3 separate regions of the Arabidopsis thaliana genome follow, and regions 1 and 3 are each linked to region 2. The links are chromatin contacts, called in public capture Hi-C maps. All regions are on one chromosome and are shown on one strand. The core of a region is the stretch at or near the end of the contact, and the rest is flanking DNA. Distances in the headings are between cores, read along the strand shown.

Region 1 (3,151 bases), core at 213-2,712, 480 kb before region 2:
TAACATTACATTACATTACATATATTCATTAAACCTAAATGTTAAAATTATATATGCTAAAGTTGCAATAGACATGCAATTTGAAATTGGAAGAAAATGCTAAATTAAATCTCATGCCATTTTACAGCATAATTTGATATTTTAGACATAGGAAAAACTTAAATTTTATCTTGATTGACTAGGAAAACTTAAATTAACCGTTAGTGCAAAAAAAGAAAGGATTATCTTCACAGAAAGTATATAGACTAATCTAGTGCAGTTTCCTGTTTGACATCATTACACCTAACCTTAAAATTTTCGGAGTTATAAAATAGGACCGACCTCTGTTTCTAAATGTTTCAGCGGAATTAAAGAAAAACAAAATGGCATAAAATTTGTAATTGTGTCACAAATCACAAATGATATAAAATTTCATTTTTTATCAAAAAAAAAGAAAAAAAAAGAAAAAAGAAGGAAAAAAAAAAAGAGAGAGGCAAAATTGGCATATTAATAGGACCGACCTTAGTTGGTTTTGTTTGTTTTTAATATTTGCTATGGAGTATGTGTTTTAGCAAAAACAAATCATAAATGTATATACATTGTTAAGTGTATAAAAATTGTAAATCCGTAAAATTTGAGTCAAATAGCATACAATATCTATAAATGCCATAAAAATGTAAAATTCATTTAATTATAAATCTAAATCCTAACTACTATTATATAAATCCAAACCGATATATAATCTCGTTTAATTAGAAAATTTAAAACCTTTATTATCTTTTATAAACCTAAATCAATATTTAAACTTGTTTAATTGTAAAATTTAAATCTGTTTATAAACTCAAACCGATATTCAATCTCATCAATCATAAAATTGAAATCTTAACTTTTTCTTATAACTGATATATAATTTTTTTATGGCAAATTATATTTTCTAATTAAATTAATTTAATATTATTTATTAGGTGGTAGATTTTGATTGGCTAGAATAAAAAAGTTCACCCAAGTATTTTTCAAAACAAGTACTAACCCCATCAACTTATGTGACCAACCGTTATTGAATAAATGCTTTTTATCCTCTCAGCCTAAGAGGTAACAACAGCCTGATATTCTAGCACTTAGGACGACTGTGAATTCGCCAGCCGACATAACCGAAAGAGTTCAATATATAGTGAAGCCCAAAGTTGAGTTAAAGATTAGGAAAGAGATTTGCTATTATTAAAGGTAATGCGATGTATTTTAAAATAGTTAACTAAACCAATTTTTATGTCTTTCTTCAAAAGTGAACTCTTGAGCTATCCTAAACCTGTGTGTCGTTCTTCTCACAGACTTATTTGGTGGACACACGATTTGTTTAGTCAAAGCAAACAAAAAAAGTCCCACTTCCCTATTAGAAAATCAATTCTTTGTTAAAAAGAAATTAAAACTAATTTTCGCCACGTGTAGAAACGATATCGCTTCTTTACAACTATAAATAGTCAGCCTTTCTCCTCCAAAAGGCCCAACCAATTCCATATTAAAAATATTAGTTCCTCTCGGTTCCTTTTATCATTTGCATAAAATCGTTTTGCCTCCAAAAGACTAAAAGCTCTAGACTTTGTCTCTTTGTCCTTTTATCTCTACTCCCAACAAAACCAGTTTACTCCTCTTAAGAATCATGTGTAATTCAAAACCATCTTCTGCTTCATCTTCCTTATTATCTTGTAAAGACAAAACCCATATCTCAAAACTCGAAACCTGTGATACAGATAATCCTCATTATTCTGAATTCAGGGATACTGATTCTCTAGACCTTAAAAGATGGCCAAGTTTTCTGGAGGTAAATTATTTCTTTTTTTTTCCTATACGTAAATGTTTGTTTTTTTCTACATAGATATGAACATAATAATTCAAGAATCTAGTTCTTGACAAAACTAGATTGTACGAACTATACCAAAAGCATATATACATATACATATATATAAATAGAAACAACAGTTTCGCAATCCTTTTTATATATATACCTAAATCTTTGGTCCCGGTTGGTGATTTGGTTTTGTCATTTTTTTATAAAGGTTTAAGATAAGCTTTATTTGATTAATATAATTAACCATTAACCAGGGAAAAGAAAAAAACGATCTACTGACGTGGACGGTTCTTGGTCTTGACTTTTCTTTTCTTAATTATCTGGCGGCAGGGCTTAGAGGAAGTGAAGGCGATCGGAAAAATCTCTGGGCCGACGGCGATGACCGGGCTTCTTATGTACTCAAGAGCGATGATATCGATGCTGTTCTTAGGCTACCTCGGTGAGCTTGAGTTAGCCGGAGGATCTCTCTCCATAGGCTTTGCCAATATCACCGGCTACTCCGTCATCTCCGGTTTGTCCATGGGGATGGAACCAATCTGTGGCCAAGCATACGGAGCTAAACAAATGAAGCTTTTAGGACTAACCCTTCAAAGAACCGTCCTCCTACTCCTCTCCTGCTCGGTCCCTATCTCCTTCTCGTGGCTCAACATGCGCCGAATCCTCTTATGGTGCGGCCAAGATGAAGAGATCTCCTCTGTTGCTCAACAGTTCCTTCTATTCGCCATCCCTGACCTCTTCCTTCTCTCTCTGCTTCACCCTCTTCGAATTTACCTCCGAACACAAAACATTACATTGCCCGTGACTTACTCCACGGCCGTGTCCGTTCTCCTCCACGTTCCTTTGAACTACCTCCTAGTGGTGAAACTTGAGATGGGAGTAGCGGGAGTCGCTATAGCTATGGTTTTGACAAATCTCAACCTTGTAGTCCTCTTATCCTCTTTTGTGTATTTCACTAGCGTGCATAGTGATACATGGGTCCCAATTACTATTGACTCTCTTAAAGGTTGGTCGGCTTTGCTCTCACTTGCCATACCCACTTGTGTATCTGTTTGTTTGGAGTGGTGGTGGTACGAGTTTATGATCATTTTGTGTGGACTTTTGGCTAACCCAAGAGCCACCGTGGCTTCCATGGGAATCTTGATCCAAACGACGGCTTTGGTCTACGTCTTCCCATCCTCTCTCAGCCTTGGTGTCTCTACAAGAATTAGCAACGAGCTTGGGGCTAAACGTCCGGCGAAAGCTCGGGTATCCATGATCATCTCACTCTTCTGCGCGATCGCCTTAGGCCTAATGGCGATGGTGTTTGCTGTGCTGGTTAGGCACCAT
Region 2 (3,343 bases), core at 633-3,132:
TGCAGAAGGTAAAACGTGGAAAGAATAGTCTTAGTTTATCATTTTGAAAGATACAAACAATAGTTTACCAAATTAGTATTCTGGCAGTAAGTTGAATATTTTTAACATAAATTAAGAAAGCGAACAACTAGTTATTATTAATAACAAAAATCCAAAATAAAGAAAAGTGGTCCAAAATTTTTGGATCAAGACAAATATATTTCATTCACTCTGAACTATAACTAGCCACAAAGAGTTGAGCATGATATGACTTGTAGCCCAAATTATCGTGGAAGAAAATAGCTCTATATTGTATACACATATCACAAGATTCCCTTCCTATATGTGTTAACATCACTTAATTTTTAATATGTCTGGACTCTAACTCATAATTGACAATTCACAAAAAAAGGAAGGTAAAACAGTCTACATATACAAAATATTGTTGTATACGGCAGGTAAATATATACTTATTTAAATTTTAAACTCTTATCAGAACTTTAAACTGAACTAGATTAACATTAAATAAACTAGTTAGTGTTTTTTAATTTCTATAAAAAACATCTTGTGTTATGCTAAAAAGCTTTCTTTATTTTTGCTTTGTATATTTGCATATTCCATGGAATTTATGCATGTTTTGAAATGAAGATGGGTTTGATGAGAAGATAGAATAGAAGAGGATATTGCCTACACTGTGACCATGTCTCCCATGTGCCATCCTTTCTGTAAAGAAAATGGAAAATTAAAACAAATACTATATTTTATGCTAAGCAAAGCAAATCAAGTGCTTTGACATTTGAAATGACATATTGATTTTTGTAATCCAAAAAATTATTAAATTAATAAAGTGTTGAAAACTATGCGAGGGTATCTTTGCCCAAAGTCCTTGGTTGGTTGTTAGGGAGAAGAAATGCTTACCAAAGTATATATCACTAAGCTTTCTTTGGCCCTTTGAGGAGGACAATGCACTAGCCACCTTACTACTATTATGGATACCTATACCACAACTAATGTTTCATTCATATGAAAACATACTTTCCAATAATTTCCATTACCATTATTTTTTTATATAGGTATAAAAGAAAACTGGCATTGTGTCTATAACTAATAGTTTAATATTGGTGAAGGTTCGAATCTTTTTAGTTTTTTTTTTTATCAGGACGCTTTTACAAACCCTTTATAAATAATATTAACTTATAGAACTTTCGAAAAGAAACAAAATTGAGGTAGTTAAAAATAACTATGGTATTTTTGAAACACAAAAGTAAAAAATTGGTAGCTTATACAAATTGTCTCATAGGTGTTTTAAAAATCTGAGTTTTAAACACATTGGTGCAATGGTCGAATGAAAAAGAAAAAATATATATATATAAAGCGAAAAGGAAAACTAAAAGCAAGAATCAAATCAAAAAAAAAAAAGAGTATGAGAAAAAGGAAAAAGTAAGAAGATAGTTGTGGAAGTGATGGATCCAATTATAAGTGTCTCTATCTTAAAAAAAGACCCCACATTAAGAGATCTCAGTCATATTGTCCTCCAACCCATAGGAGCTTTAAGATGTTTGTTACCTCTTTTCCTTTTCTCTATCATTGTTTGTCCCTTTCATAGATCTATTGATTTCACACTCTTATATCATCATTTCCCCACCTCTTTCTCTCTACCCACGAGTATGTTACATCTTGATGATGATCCATCATAAACCCGAGGTTAATCTTCGTATTAACAATTCCGATTTGCAGTCCTTTTTTTTAAAAGTTTATCGTATATGTGGGTTTGAATTTTATAGGTAATGAATCCAGTTAATCTTTAATGTTTTGTATACTTAATAAAACCAAATATATGCCTTAGAGCCTTTAAAATGAGTAGTTATAAAAGTATCTACAATTGAATTCTTGTACACTATAGATGGTTCATAGTTCCTCCTCTAGCTCTATGCATAGCAATTACACACTATACAACGTACACAAGTACGTACACATATTTCAGTATGATATGTATATGTATGTGTGTGTGTGTGTAGCAATATCTCTTTAGGTGGACACCGTTGGTGTCGCGCATGACTTTGTAGATTCCAATAATGTTTTGATGAGTACTGTTTCGAATCTCATACTTAATATTGTTCCTGCTGTCATGCACAAATGAAATAACAGTTATCTTTAAATAATATTTTGATAAATCTCTCCTTCACACGATGATAAATTTATTAATGCTTCGTGGACCAACTTCGTTTCAGAGTTGTCTAATTCATATATTGAAATTTACGGAAAGTGGGTGTTCTCCAAAATTTTTGATAAATCGCTTTCTCTTTTTGACCTTATAAGCCAAATAAAGTTAACTTTTAATGTGTTATTTTCCTTGTTTAAATTAAAAGATCAACAAATTTTTCGGTTTTAAGAGCATCTCCATTAGTTTATATACTCCTATAGATATCTCAACACAAGAATATTAGTATTTTATATAGTTTAATTATATATTTAATTTTTTATTATTTTAATTTAAGATAAGAACCAATTAGGAAAAGACAAGTGTAGTATACAACTATACATAGGTTCTCAAATAAGAACCTCTCTCTATCTCCTTCATTTTTTTTTCATTATTCTAGTGGGAGAGTATCTCATTGAGATACCCCAATGGAGATGGCCTAAATAATCTGATTATGCATAAAGAAGTTTCCTTTAACTTAAAAATAAATAAATCATTTAACCTTTTTTGTGGGAATGTTACAAAAGATTAGAAAAAATGTAAAAGTTAGTATTATACCATCTTGTAAAATCATAGAGATATTTGTAATAAAAACAAAAATACTCCTACATTAATACGAAAAAAACTTGCTGACTTAAAATCCAAGTAGAATATCTTATACGTCATTTTAGGGGATTTATTTTTGTTAATTGAAAGCATAAATTATTTTAAGATCGGAAGTCTTGGGAAAATACTTCATTCACAAACTACACTCTTAAATAGACAGTGATAAAAGCAAACTTAATCATTGTAAAAATTATATACATGAAATATCTAGTTTTTATGTAAACTGTAATACTAATAAACTGTAAGTTTTGATGAAGTTCACTGCCAAATATGTCTAAAGATGATCTCATTTCTTAATTTAAAGAAAGAGTATGTGTTTTCAAGAATAATTGTAAATAACGTTTTGATTTGTTTAAGCTTAACTGTCTTAATTAAATTATATAGCTAAAAGAGAAGGAGGACAAGAAAGGCTTTCACGTGATGCTTTGGGAGTTTTAACATCTGCAGCTAAGGTTCATTTCCTTACTGCCTTTCTTACACTTGACCAACTTCTTGTCCACAATAAGACCTCTCTATCATTCTGTTTCAAACCACTTTATTTTCTGTGTTTTCTTCTTC
Region 3 (3,123 bases), core at 187-2,686, 390 kb after region 2:
GAATAAAGATATTAAATCAAAATACAAATTCATCAATAAAATTAAATTTCATATTAACTCAGATATTAAATTTAAATAGACACACCAATTTCTTAGGAAGATATATGTTTTGATGTTTTCAGTTTAGTCAACAGCTTATATATAAATAAAACGGTTTAAAAAAAGTTATAAAAAGGTGGTACAACGTAACATAACTAACCAGTCCGCTTTGATATGTTTTGATGTTTATATTTATTTAATCTTTAATGGCCATTTGTATTATATCGTAGTTTTTACTCTCGTTAATTTTATAAGTGAAATACTAAACTATTTTGTTCGTACAGAAAAAAAAGAGACGAAATATATATAGAATTAATGTTCGAGATGTCGGGGCTGGGCTGGGCTGGGAGTGGACAGTAATCTGAACCACAACCGTGTGTAATACTAATATATGAGTCTCCTCGAATCCTCTCATGGAACAGTTGGAAGAAGAAGAATTTGGAGAGTTTGCTAACATAGTGTCAAAAAGAATTGTCACAACTCACAAGAATGAAGAGGGGGAAGAAGAAGAAATTTCTCAAAAATTTAGCCATTAGAGGCCTAAAATCCTAGCCTAGTCCATATCTCAGAAGCAAATCCTCAATTCTATCACCCAAACTCTTAAAGTTAGGCTTCAAAGGAATTTAGATGAAAGGATCATGGGCCTTACCTTTTGAGTCTTAGCATCGCATGCATGCCTATGGCCGGGCCTACTACTATAGGATGAGGTCCACTAGATTCAATCTATATCAAGGTGAGCCAGTCTTTTTATACCACGTCCTAGTGATGTCCACCGAAATGTAACAAAACATCCTAGCAGACCCCATGACCTCATATCTCCTGACTCCTGATAAAGTCACCTCACCATATCTCTTGAACAATGTCCTTCGACGACGAAGAATCTTCGTACACCTCGTGTAGTTCCATGCAACGAGTCGATCGATTCCTAAAAACATCATCAGTAATTTGAAACTCTTGATTATTGATAATATTACTAACTTGGAAAATTATGCTAGTACCCAAAGTTTATACATGTATATATATATATATATATATATATATAACTACTACAGTCGACTATTTGGATTTTCTTTGTATTAATTATCTTCATAGTTTACTAGAGTTCAATTGCGAACGAAAAACACATTTTGGTAACACGATAATTTTTTAAAATATATTTATAGAGAATTCCCACATTTCTAGTTTTTATAAAATCTTACACAAAAACCAAAATGAGGTATGTGCGTGATGTGTAGCATAAGAAAGGCATGACATAAGGCAGTTCGAAAAAACCCTGCCTTTTCTCCAAAATTTAATGCCCATTGGCCGCTAATTTTGGGCCCTACGATTAGCCACGTGTAATTTCCTCGTCGAGGGACCCAGTTCGGTACTCATATGCTCACACAAACCTAACACCTATTTCTTCTCGCATCTTATATGAAACACATTCACTCTCCAAAATAATCTATACTTTTCCTACATATTCTCTTGACGATCATGAGACTGATTTCGTGAAAATATCGTCATTATATCAAATTAGAAGTTGATGGAAAACATGGGGGATTCGAGCATAGGGCCGGGCCATCCGCATCTCCCTCCCGGGTTTCGGTTTCACCCGACTGATGAGGAACTAGTAGTTCATTACCTCAAGAAGAAAGCAGATTCTGTTCCACTTCCAGTCTCAATCATCGCAGAGATTGATCTTTACAAGTTTGATCCTTGGGAGCTTCCAAGTATTTATATTTCCTAATTTATGCTTTAATGATATGATTAAAATGTACGATTTAATTTTACTATGACCACTGTAATCTAGCCACTATTTAAATTTGGTATATATAGTAACTATCTTGTGGATAATAATATTTTGAATGGTTTAGGCAAGGCGAGTTTTGGAGAGCACGAGTGGTACTTCTTTAGTCCTCGGGATCGGAAGTATCCAAATGGGGTTAGGCCAAACCGGGCAGCAACTTCCGGTTATTGGAAAGCAACGGGAACCGATAAACCGATATTTACGTGCAATAGTCACAAGGTTGGTGTCAAGAAAGCGCTTGTTTTTTACGGTGGAAAGCCTCCTAAAGGGATAAAAACAGATTGGATCATGCATGAATATCGCCTCACTGATGGTAACCTTAGCACTGCGGCTAAGCCGCCTGACTTAACCACGACAAGGAAAAACTCACTACGGGTATGTGAAAAATGATATTAACCAAACTCACTAAGCCACCATTATACACTACTATTTTAATCTACAATATTGTTTCACGTGGGAAAATCATACCAAAATCTTTTCTTTTTTGGGAAAACTCAAGATACTCTTCTGGTTGGATTAATGCGACTGACATTATTATTATATAGTTTGGTGTGTTGATTTGTACCACAAATCAAAATTTTGCAGCTAGACGATTGGGTTCTATGTAGGATCTATAAGAAGAATAGTTCACAAAGACCAACAATGGAGAGAGTATTACTTAGAGAGGATCTAATGGAAGGCATGCTCTCAAAATCATCTGCTAATTCTTCTTCTACATCAGTACTAGACAACAACGACAACAATAATAACAATAACGAAGAACACTTTTTCGACGGTATGGTCGTTTCTTCAGACAAACGTTCCTTGTGTGGTCAATACCGAATGGGCCACGAGGCCTCAGGATCATCTTCATTCGGATCTTTCTTATCGAGCAAGAGGTTTCATCATACAGGTGATCTCAACAATGATAACTACAATGTCTCTTTTGTTTCGATGCTTAGTGAGATTCCTCAGAGTTCGGGGTTTCATGCAAATGGTGTTATGGATACGACGTCGTCTCTAGCTGATCATGGGGTTTTAAGACAGGCGTTTCAGCTTCCTAACATGAACTGGCACTCATAATCTATATAGATATATATGTGTGTATCATATATGTATCTATGCAGGCCTAATATAGTTTACACATAAATCATCTGGGAATATATATATACAAGTACGCGGTCTTACAAATGTATACGTATCTGTTTAATTACGTCAAGAAAAAGTGTATACGTTTCTTTTTACTCAATGGCTGCAAAGATGTGTACTAATAACAGAAGCTGATTAATAAAAAATATAAAAGTATATTTTTTCCA

What was found. Capture Hi-C pulls out chosen DNA fragments and counts their contacts.
Region 1: a capture Hi-C map of seedling shows a contact between it and region 2, with 2.6 times the contacts expected there. A contact is called at or near these places in 3 of 26 Hi-C or Micro-C datasets (callus, root and seedling) and 2 of 3 other capture datasets (root and seedling).
Region 3: a capture Hi-C map of seedling shows a contact between it and region 2, with 2.4 times the contacts expected there. A contact is called at or near these places in 2 of 26 Hi-C or Micro-C datasets (callus and root) and 2 of 3 other capture datasets (root and seedling).

Annotation. Positions count from the first base shown.
Region 1 is chr1:21,651,526-21,654,676 of TAIR10.1, forward strand. ZF14 (MATE efflux family protein) reads left to right here and starts at 1,463. Exons shown (of 2, transcript NM_104614.5): 1 at 1,463-1,798; 2 at 2,156-3,151. The coding sequence starts at 1,637.
Region 2 is chr1:22,126,989-22,130,331 of TAIR10.1, forward strand. AT1G08297 (a long non-coding RNA gene) reads left to right here and starts at 1,883. Exons shown (of 1, transcript NR_139405.1): 1 at 1,883-2,213.
Region 3 is chr1:22,515,166-22,518,288 of TAIR10.1, forward strand. NAC025 (NAC domain containing protein 25) reads left to right here and starts at 1,437. Exons shown (of 3, transcript NM_104792.3): 1 at 1,437-1,751; 2 at 1,896-2,203; 3 at 2,414-3,123. The coding sequence starts at 1,565. The coding sequence ends at 2,890.